Regions from separate parts of the Callithrix jacchus genome. Here region 1 is linked to region 2. Evidence: chromatin contacts called from public Hi-C data. All regions are on one chromosome and are shown on one strand. The core of a region is the stretch at or near the end of the contact, and the rest is flanking DNA. Distances in the headings are between cores, read along the strand shown. Region 1 overlaps PCGF5 (polycomb group ring finger 5). Region 2 overlaps LOC108587838 (a long non-coding RNA gene).

Region 1 (5,629 bases), core at 1,993-4,492, 230 kb after region 2:
AGAAATGCTCATATTCTGAATATATTTCTAAAGTAGATTCAGCAAGGTTTGCTGATAGAATGGATATAGGATAAAGAAAAGAGTTGAACATGACTTTAAGATTTCTGACGTGAGCATGACTTTAAGATTTCTGACCTGAGCAACTGGAAGAATGGAGTTGCCATTAACTTCGTTGGGAAGATTCATAATAGAGCACGGAAGGGGTAGATCAGGACTTAAATTGTGGACATGTTGATTTATCATTCATTTCAGAGATCAGAGAAAGTTGTTAAGTGTATATATGGGTCTGGAACTCAAAGGGAGAGGTCTGTGCTAGAGATAAATATTTGGTAGTCTTTAGCATATAGAAGATTTTTCAAGCTGTGAGTCAGGATGTGATCACTTCAGGGAGTAAGTACAGAGAAGAATGAGTAAAGGACCAAGGACTGAGCCCTGGAGAACTCCAGCATTAAGTGTTCAGAGACAGGAGGAGCCAGCAGAAGAAACTGAGAAGGTGCAACCAGTGAGGTAGAGGAAAATCCAGGAGTGTGTAGTGCCCTAGAAGTCAAGTGAATACAGTACGTATGTCAAAGAAGATGGAGTGATCCATCTGTGTCATTTGTTGTTTATGGGTACAAACAAGGTGAAGATTGAGAATTGATGATTAGATTAAGCAACATGGAGGTCATCAACTTTGAAAAGAGCACTTACAAGTGCTCCTCTCAACTCTAAAGGAGCTGTGAGACCAAAAACCTAATTGAATTGTTTTAAGAGAGGAAAGTGGGGAGAGGAATTAGCAACAGTGAGTATAGACAACTCTTTTAAGGAGTTTTGCTACAAATGGGAGCAAAGAAATTGGGGGCGGTGGTGGGTTACTGTCAAGTGCAGCCAAGAAGGTTCTTTATTTTGTTTTGATAAGGGAGAAATAATGCCATATTTGAAGGGAATGATCCGGTAGAAAGTAGAAAGTTAATAATATAAGAGAGTAGGGAATGGAATCTTAACAGCCTAAGAGGAGACACTGGTTTTCAATAGGAGCACTGACAAAAATGTTTGTAGCAACAGGCAGGCAAACTGAGAGTACATAATACTGATGCTATAAGTAGGTATGGTGGCCAGGGCCTATGGAAGTTTGTTTTTCCTTGCTTTGACATGTTTCATTGAGAGGAAAGTGTTTATCAGCCAAAATTAAGGACAGAGAAAGGGATTTGGAGAGTTGGGGAGAGAAAAAAGCATGTTGTCAAGGAGAGTGAGAGAATCAATACACTTGGGAGTGTAGTATGATTCCTGGAAAACTTAAAGGCATATTTGGGTTGTAGTTTAGAATTTGAAGTGGTGTGGTTGTGTTTTTATGCAGCCATGGATACCAGTGCAGAGTTGAAGGAAAGTTGTATTTAATCCAAGTTGTACCAAATAATTTTGAGCAAGTAAGATAGAGACAAGGGTACATGTATGGAGGTGATTTAATGGCTGACAATAGAACAGATTAGTCCTAAGTTAGGTTGAGAGGACAGAAAGGACATCAAAGTGGTAAGTAATGTTTCAAAGGAAACAGAAATAAAACTAAGGTGATTCCTGATCTGTTTGTACATAGTGAGAAGTGCTATTTTTTTATGCACTCCCACTATTAAATAGTCTGGGAGAACTTTACAAGTGACTTCGTCTTGAATAAGATAGCATTGGTTTGGTTGGAGAGTATAAAGCATATTTGAGCCAGGATGTAAAAAACGAGGGAGAAAAAATGAATTGAAAAAGACAGGGAGTTCTTGAAATAATTAAATAAGCCAGTTGGCTAGAAAAGAGAGACAGTGAGTGAATAGTACCAGAAGTTATGTAAATACATGAAGCCAGGTAGTAGGGAAAAATTAGTTCTTGAGAGGTAACTAACACAATCAGATTAGTACTTTAGGAAGATTCATTATGACGATGTCTCTGCTCTGCTCAAAGTAGGATGGTAATTGAAGGAATGGAAGAAATGATGGAGGAATAGATGGGACAGATGTGGTTTGGTGAGTAAATGTGTAAATGAAGGGAAAGAGAGAAGGTAAGATCCTTCTCATATTTTGAGCCAATTTGGGAGAATTATGGTATTACTTAAAAATTTAATTTAAAAATGTGAGACAATGGTGGGGTACTTAGTATTTTATTGGAGAAGGATAGATGAGACAATCTTGACATAGATGAATAAAAGGAGGTACTTGAAATGTTTAGCATCCTTTGGAAATATGGAACTTGAACTCAGCAGAGAGATGTTACATATAGGCAGGTAGATAGATACATGGATGGATCTCTGTCTATATGTTAGTTTTGAAGCCACCAAAGCAGATGAAATCCCCAAGGAAGACAGAACTTTGAAAAGGTCGGAGTGCAGAGTACAAAGCAAGGGAGAATATCAGATTTAAAAGTAGCTGGGAAAAAGAAAAATACTTAGTAACAAAGAAAGAACAGACTTGGAAAATTTAAAAATGAAAACAAAGGAAATTTTCAGGGAGGCAGGCAGTGTCAGACAACACTGTCAAACTGCTGCAGAGAAATATAGAAGAAATATAAACTTAAACAAGAATTTTTAAGTTTAAATTTTAATTCTAAAACTTTTAAACCTATTCAGTATGGAAGTTATGGATGATTTGCAGAGTTCAGTAGAGTAAAAGAAGCAAAACAGAGTAGGGGACAGAAGTAATGTAGGTTTTACTTTCATATTTTTTTCCAGTTAGAAGAAAAGATTGAGAAACAGAATAATAGTTTGAAAATACAATGAGTTAATAAAGGTTTTTGGGTCTTTTTTTAGATATAAGAAACCTCTATGTGTTTGTAGTCTTGTAGAAGAGTAATGCTGTTGAGCAGGATGAAGGAGATGGGGTGGGAAGAGGGTGCTGTGGGGGCAAGAGAATGGGATTAGAGACAAAAAGCCATGAAAAAGATAAATTATATAGCAGGAAAGAAAATAAGAAAAATGTCAAGATAAATATTTGAAGTTTTCATTTCAGAAGGTAGAAAGATAAAGTGGTCTACATTTCTCAGAAGAGTGGAATGGAGATTGTTTCCTTTATGGGAAAGAGCCAGAGCTGTGGTAGAAATTTTGAGAATGGGGGTATCAGCTATTTGCTGCATAACAGCAACTCCTAAACTGATGCTTGAAAAAGCAAGCATTTACTATTCCTCCTGGTTCCCTGGGTTAGCTGGGTGGTTCTTCTGGTCTTGGCTGGGCTCACGCATGCAAATGCAGTTTGCTGTGCATTGGGTAATCTGCTGTGCTGATTTTGGGGGATGGGCTGTTTGTGAACTAGTCTAAAATGGCCTCAGCCGGGCAGCTTGGTCTCTTCTACATGGTCTCTCATCCTCCAGCCTTGTTCTCGTGCTAGCAGGATTCTGTGAAAGAGAGAGAAATAGAAACAAAAGCATGTGATGCCTCTTAAGGCTTAGACTTAGAACCAAGCACAGTCACTTGTGCCACATTCTGCTGACCTCAACAAGTTTTAAGGCCAGCCCATATTTCCAAGGCAGGGAGATAGACTCCGCTCCTTAATCAAGGGAGGAATTTCAAAGTCATGCTCAAGAGTGTGGATGTAGAGAGAGCTGGGGACTGGGACCATTTTTGTAATCAGTCTACTACTGGGGAAGGCTGGAAATAGGTGTGTTCCCTGGACAGAAGAGTGTAGTATAGTAGATGTGCTAAAATTGTATATGTTCTGTATTTTGTAATACATGTAAGATCTACATCTCAGACTATTTACGTGTCAGATTTTGGTGTCTTCATTGTTAGTATATTCTTTCTCTCCCCTTTCCAAGGTTGGACAATACTTTAGAGGAAATTATATTTAAGCTGGTCCCTGGACTCCGAGAACGTAAGTGGCTCTTTGGGTTCTTGCAGACTTTTGTGTTTTATGAAATCAACATTTCCATTAAAGATTTCATGACTTTCTTTTTATACTCTCTTTCATTTAAATTAGAAGAACTTGAGCGTGAATCTGAATTTTGGAAGAAAAATAAGCCTCAAGAAAATGGACAAGGTGACTTTTTCTTATGTCTGTTTCTGAAAGCTTAAATTGGTCAGTTTTTCATAGCTTAGGTGAACTAATAGCTCTCTTCAGGCTCACATTTTTCCTGTACAAAATTTCTGCTCCTTTTATTTACATTATGAACCTTTTTCTCTATAGGAGATTTTTTATAAATGAATGTAAATCTGAAGTCACTTTAGTAGAAGATAATTGAAAATAGAGGAAATTGGACTTTGGGAAGAGAAAAGGGAAAAGATAAAAGAGAAAATTGGCTAGATGTTTATAGTAGTAATTTCTAGGGAGCTAAAGGAAGCTGAAGTGAGAAATAGCCACAGCTTGCAACTAAACAGTGAGGAGTTTTTTGTTTTATTTCTTTTGTACATTTGTCTCTATAGGAGAGGGAACTGAGATGTGGCTGAGACCCAGATCAGGAGATTTTACTATGCTCTAATATTCTGGAATGAAGTTTTTTTAAGTAGAGCTCAGGTGATAAAAACCTATATGTCATGGAAATTTAGAAAGTATTTCTGGATGCTTATGGGAATTTTCCCCATCACCTATGCTGCATGTCCAAATTTCTCCTCTAGGTTCCAAGAGACTCAGCAATTAGTAATTTTTAATAATTGCAGCAAAGGGGCAAACATTACTGAGCAGATAAAAGGCTTTTAGCATTACATATATGTGTGTAAAATTCACACAAAGGGATATATGAAATTATAAGAAAGTAGTACCATTCCCATTTTTTAAAATATGATATTTAATTTGAGATGTCCTAAATATCATTTAAAGTTATTCAGGACTGTGTGTGTGTTCTTATGGGGTCACTTGTGAGTTCAGCCTCCCAATCTTGGTTTTCCCGTAAGATCATAGGATTGCCAATTATACATGATGAAGGTAAATGAGAAAATGCCATCTCTCTCTTTTAATCTGTAAAATGGAGATTATCATTTTATTAGTTCCACTTAACTGTGCAAAGCTGTTTTCTTAGAGAAGGGGAAGTTTGAGAATAGTTTTGATGACTACAGTAAGGTAGCAAGAGACTATTTTTAATCTATAACAAAAAAAAAGGCAAAGAAGCTAAGCCTGACCAAAAAAATGACTAAAATAGGACTTGTTTTACCCAAATATACACTGCAATTAGACAACGATAAGCAATTGTAGTAGTGCTGTAATAAAAATACAGATAAGATAAGGCTAATTAAATATTCCAGTTTTTGACTATCTGTTCAAGAGGACAGGAGCCTGGGAGATTGTCCTCAGAAATTATGTGGTAGGTTTACTCTATTATTCTACATATCACAGATTGACTTGTGAAGGGCTGTAGCCTACTTTGTGAATTTTATCTCCCTTTTCCTATTGCTTCTCCCTTTTAAAAGTATTTATGGTATTTGGTCTTTAGCTTGGGTGGAGAATTTGGATCTTTTGTTGGAGCTGGGAGTTTGATTCATAGAAGGCAACTCCTGTATATGTGCATTCTCTATAAAGAAGCAGAAGAAAACATGTAGAAAAAAAAACGCACCTTCCTGCTTTATGGTACACCTGTAATGCTTTTACTATAGGTATCCAAGGGGATTTAGTGTGTCACTTTGCAGGGAGGCTTTTCTACAATGTAATGTTTGGCTGGCTAACTTTTTCAGGTTTTATCTTAGAGG
Region 2 (5,726 bases), core at 896-3,395:
TCCTCCTTATTGCCTGTGCTCATCAGCACTTTATAAGACCGAGTTTGTAACAAGCCTCCTTCAACCCCACCATCATGGATTGCTCACAAGCATCCTTGGATATATCCAGCGCTGATGAGGCATTGTTCTGGCCCTTCAGGGGCTCCAGGCAATACTGTTCTCTCAAGCCAACTGCCTTATTATCAGGAATGGCAAAAGAGCCTATAGGATATTGGGGTTCATACCTATTTCCTCCTAGGAAAAAACTCTGTGCTTCAATTCCTATCCAAATTCTTGGCTGTAACAGACATCAGCGGAAGCTGATAGTAATTTTTCCTTGTCTGAGAGCAGCAAGGACTCAGGGATATGGAACTCCAGGGCTGTGTCTGTTTTACACGACCCTCTTCCTTGTGTGTCTGACAGATCCAGAGGAGAATGAACCCAGGGGGAATTGATCAGGAACCCACCTCCCTATCCACAGTCAGTCACCCCAGGAGTAGGTAACAATGTTAGCTATTTGCCTACAACTAGCAATCGCCCTTAAAAGCAGTGGGAAACTTAAACTGGGGCACCTGACCTGGGGAGGCCAGGCTCACTGGATTATTTCCACAGAGCTGGAACTAAAAGAAGAGAAGTATCTCCCCTCTGGAGGTAGAAGTCACAGGACATAAGACTTTAGCCCTGTGAGCAGTTCCCTGATGGGTTGAATGCTGGCCCCACTTCAAGGCAGTGATGCCCCTTCTCTTCAGAGAGAAGTAGAGATGAGAAACAGAGACAGAGCCCTGGGGACATTTGAACACTGGGTCAGAGCTGTTCCTTCCCAGCTTTGTTGGCAGTTATATGAGGCACTCCCTTATTCCTCCAATAAATTCTCTTTTTGCCTGAGCTAATTAGCATTGGGTTTCTCTAACTTGCAGGCAAAGTGACACATTGGCAATTTTTTTTGCCCTGACAGCTGGCCTGTCCCATAATTAGATGACCCTTCCTGTGTTTTTTGGCTCAAATCATCCATGTGTCCCTCTTTCCTAAAGGCTGCCTCTGAGTCACAGCCTGGTGCATGAACCACCCAGGTGCTCAAGATTTCTTGAGGACACCACTCCCTTGTGACACTCGGCTCACCTTGGAATTCTTCTCCTCGGCTCTGGGCCACATTCTTACCTTCTCCCTGTGATTAGAATTCTGGATCTTGGCTCAATACCTTTCCATCCTTCTATTACATCCTTTCTCTGTGGCTGTTTGGAATTTCTGGCAGATGATGGTGCAAAATTGGCAGATGTTCCCCTTCTTCCATCCAGGACAGTGAACTTCTATGTCTCCAAGAATTTTAAGCAGTAACCTTTCTTCCTCCTTCCCCTTTTCTCTTTTAGCATTAGACCTGAAGCCATGGACAATTAAAAATTATTTCCCCTTTCAAAAAATCTGAGATAGTCCTGCTTTAAGGCCTTATTTTGAAACATTTGATGTTCATTTCAATAGACATTAAAAGATCTTATTTCTAAAAACTATATATAGAGGCCCTTGACATTCTCAGATTTAATTCTCATCATTTCCCCATGTAGCAGATATATTTTAGGCTGCAGAGCATTTGAATTTCTTTTTGGCCAGGCTTAGTGGGTCATGCCTGTAATTCCAATACATTGAAAGGCTAAGGTGGGAGGATTCTCTGAAGTCAGTAGTTTGAGACAAGCCTGGGCAACATAGCATGACCCTGTATCTACAAAAATAAAAATAAAAATTAATAGCCAGGTGTGGTGATGCATACCTGTAGTCCCAGCTACTTGAGAGGCTGAGACAAGAGGATTGCTCAAGCCCAGGAGTTCCAAGTTGCAGTGAACTATGATCATGCCATGACACTCCAGACTGAGTGAGCGAGATCCCATCTTTAAAAATAAATAAATGTAAAAAAGAATTTCTTTCCTGTGGTGGTAGATAAAAACCACTATCTTGTGTAGAAGGTGAAGAGTGCTAATAGTCACTCTTCCAGTCTTGCTTGCTACTAAAGCCTAAGCACCCAGAGTAGGCTTGGCCCATCAGATGCACGCATCTGGGGCTTAGAATCAGAACCTAATTAGGCAAAGAAGAAGGGATCATGGATTATCCATCTGTTATTGGCAGCAAAAGTGGCAATAACATCCAGTCTGTGGGGCAGTCATGGCCACAGTGCCCACAGTGGTGGACCAGTGGGGTCCAATGTCCACCGGTAGAGGCAGCAGTGTCTGAATGGGAGAACTGTGACACTGATCTTGGCTATGGTCTGGCTGCCCATGCCTACCTGTCACTGTCTAAACCTGGTTCTCCAGCCTCTGCCCAAGGATTCTGTATGTCTCCAGGGTCCTTTCAACGTATCACTTTTTTATTTAAGTTACATTTCAAGAAACGTTGAACAGTACACCCTCATAGGGTTCACTATAGGTAGTTATTTATTTTTTCTTTGTGGTGCAAATTTGAAATATGTAGTCTGGGAGTGGGAGCTCGTCACTTCACTAGTGAGTGATCCTAGCGGATCCTAGGTTCTCCGACTCAGTTTCTCCTTGTGAAATGATGAAAGACGGGTTTCTTTTTGGGGTGTGGGTATGAAGCATAGCTATTCAATTGAAGCTGTAGGAGAGGTACAGAGAATGGGAGACATAGTTCTTACCTAGAAAATAACTTAATAAATGACTTAAGTTCTGTGCATAAAATACTGTCAAAGATGTGATGAGATCATTTCCAGTTGGCTTCTTTCATTTTATGGGGGAAACTGTATTCTGTAGTGATCGTGTGACTCTTTGGTTTATCAACTAAACCATGATGACATTGACGGTGAAAGAGGATGCTATATTAATAGCTCTATTTATTTATTTACTATTCCATTAGAAACATTGAGATAACAGACATAATAATGGTCACCCTAAGGGGTAGAGTGGAGATTGCAGATTCTAGATGGTCTTGGAGTCTCTCAGGTATTGAGATACCTATGGTAGTCCCTGCCCCATAGCACTCTCTCCATGTTCCTCAATCACATTCTAATTATTTCTCTTTTGAACCAGTGCTGGGGACTGACAAGTGCCAGCCTGCCTCCCCCTTGCCCACACTTCCCTATTTGTGCAACTGGCAATCCAGTCTACATTTGCACACATTCCTACAGACATGATTTCCATAGCAACAGTAGGACTCTTTAAAAAAGGCACCTGAGCAATGCTTAAAGATAAATCACCCTCTTTAGGAGTCCTCCACTCTAAGGAATTACAGGCTACCGCCACTTAAAATTTCTTAGCTCCTTTTCACATATAGACATATGTACACTTCTAATCCCAATTCACTATCTTTCACTTTAATTAAATAAAAACATTTTAACCTCTTTTTAAGGCCATAAGATAAAGAGAGATGCTTGTTGGGCAGCAATGAGAAGTGTTTTAATGAACTAAGAAGGTAGGAGGAAAAAAGTCTCATTTTAGGAGTGCCTACTATGCACCAGGCACTTTTACCTGAATTATCTCCTTTGCATAGAAACCAAGGCAGAACAAGGACACCTCTGCAGTGCAGGCTGAGCTCATGCTAAGTTGGCAAATTTTATGTACAACATCCCACTCCCATATCTCATCACCACGGAATCCAGAGGAAAAGAGGGTCTGCATGGGGAAAAGGTGTAGGAGTGGGAGGGGTGGGTAGCAGGATTGTCAGTTGGGGAGATGGAAACACAGGGCTCAGGCTGGAGGTTCTGTTTCCGAATCATTTGTCTCATCAGAGCAGTGGGGAAGGAGGTGGGAAAGAATGGTATTGATTTATTTTCTTATTTGAAGAGAATCATGCCCTGAAAGTAAAGGATATCAAATAATTGAGCCTTACATCCTGGAACCTACCTGTCAGCCTCAGTGAAGTGAAGTCTCTCCTTCTTCTTTTTTTTTTTTTTTTTTCAAGACGGAGTTTCACTCTTATTGCCCAGGCTGGAGTGCAGTGGCTCAATCTTGGCTCACTGCAACCTCCACCTCCTAGGTTCAAGTGATTTGCCTGCTTCAGCCTCCTGAGTAGCTGAGATTACATGCCAAGCTAATTTTTTATTTTTAGTAGAGATGGGGTTTCACCATGTTGATCAGGCTGGTCTTGAACTCCCAACCTCAGCCTCCTGAGTGCTGGGATTAAGGCATGAGCCACTGTCTCCTTTTTTAATTTAAAGACATCTCTACACAATGCTAGGATTTAAAACACACACACACACATTAGTAATTGTTAGCTCCCTACAAGAATCTTTCTATTTTCACGAGACCATTTCAGGCTATTTTATTTATTTGGTTGGTTTTTGTGCTTAGGAGGAGATATGAAAAAGGTTTGTCTCACCTGTACTTGAAAATTCAATTCATTCATTTGTCATTCATTCATTCACTTAAGAAGTATTCTCTAGTCTCCTTTTGGGCCCATTCATGGGGCTCCAGACTGAAACATACACACAGTCATGGGCCTTACTCTCCTAAGCTTGTTATCTAATTCAAATAAAGAAATTAACTAACTAGTTCATTATACAATTATGTGGTTACAAACTGTGATAAGGATAATGAAAAAAGTACATGACAATATTAGAAGTGTAAGGGGTGGCCCTTGTTCCCAAATTGTTCCACCATTAATATCTATCCATTTGAAAAATGCACATCTTAATGTATAAGTCATCTAAGTCATAGCATAAATGAAGTTGATCATATTGTTTTCCTCCAAATTCATGAGGAATTTACCCAACACTGCACACACCTAGACGAAGGGATCCTCATTCCCTATACCTTATATTTGCCCTTGGCTAGGTGTGTGCAGAGTTGGATAAGGTCCTCCCTAGGACAGACCTATTTCCTTGTGCTTTCAGCCTCTCATTCTGCATCCCTCTCCCTCCTTCTCTGGCACCTGGTGCTTTCTTGCTGCAATGAGGGTTTTTGGAACTCCTAACCAGGTTTGCCACCGAACAATGTCTTATATTCCTAGATTATTCCTTTACTCTTCATTGATTCCATAAATCCACTTCCTCAGCACACTGATCTCATGAATGCATGAATTCATGAGGATCTTACCCAACACTGCACACACCTAGACGAAGGGCGAATATAAGGCATAGGGAATGAGGATCTTATCCAACGCTGCACACACCTAGATGAAGGGCGAATATAAGGCATAGGGAATGAGGATCTTACCCAACGCTGCACACACCTAGACGAAGGGTGAATATGAGGGATAGGGAATTAGGATCTTACCCAATGCTGCACATACCTAGACAAAGGGCGAATACAAGGTATAGAGAATGAGGATCCTATCAAACACTGCACACTCCTACACAAAGGGCGAATATAAGGTATAGGGAATGACCTTTAATTCATTTGTCATTAGTACCCAAGCTACTCAAAGCTAATTTTCCATAACTTCATGATTAATAACAGATACAAATGTTTGTCATTTTCTCTGAAACCAAGTGGCATCTTTTTATTAGAGACTTTCCAGATGGCTGTGTTTGATGCTGCCAACTCTACCAGATGGAGAGGGTTCCCTCACCTGTACCGAATCTGTACCTCTCTCCAGTTGTTTCCTGTCAAACTTGGATTCCTGAATGAGATAACACTGGAAATGGCTGAGTTAAATGGACATTTGTTATTTCCAGTTATGACTTAATCCCTGGTTATGATTTATATCTGGTTTTATCCTTAATCCCTTTCTGCTCATTTACCTTAGTGAATCAGGTAGAACCATTTATAAACTCAATATTTCTCTCCCATTTTCCTTTATTTTAGCCA

Evidence for each region. Hi-C and Micro-C count contacts between places; a contact is called where the count stands out from the background.
Region 1: a contact with region 2 is called in a Hi-C map of skeletal muscle, with 4 times the contacts expected there. The contact joins two enhancer-like sites. A contact is called at or near these places in 2 of 3 Hi-C or Micro-C datasets (both in skeletal muscle).

What each region holds. Positions count from the first base shown.
Region 1 is chr12:84,057,244-84,062,872 of calJac240_pri, forward strand. PCGF5 (polycomb group ring finger 5) reads left to right here. Exons shown (of 10, transcript XM_078346006.1): 5 at 3,769-3,824; 6 at 3,933-3,989. The region is part of intron 3 of LOC144578706; the gene reads right to left. Among named protein-coding and RNA genes, the nearest start is that of PCGF5, 81 kb to the left of the region's middle. Within about 2 kb of position 3,243, at least 1 of the 16 cell types and tissues checked has an H3K27ac peak or open chromatin away from gene starts, as enhancers often do. A contact at or near this core is called in skeletal muscle, where this site is marked.
Region 2 is chr12:83,833,181-83,838,906 of calJac240_pri, forward strand. LOC108587838 (a long non-coding RNA gene) reads left to right here. Exons shown (of 3, transcript XR_001906612.1): 2 at 3,344-3,390; 3 at 5,426-5,726. Among named protein-coding and RNA genes, the nearest start is that of ANKRD1, 140 kb to the left of the region's middle. Within about 2 kb of position 2,146, at least 1 of the 16 cell types and tissues checked has an H3K27ac peak or open chromatin away from gene starts, as enhancers often do. A contact at or near this core is called in skeletal muscle, where this site is marked.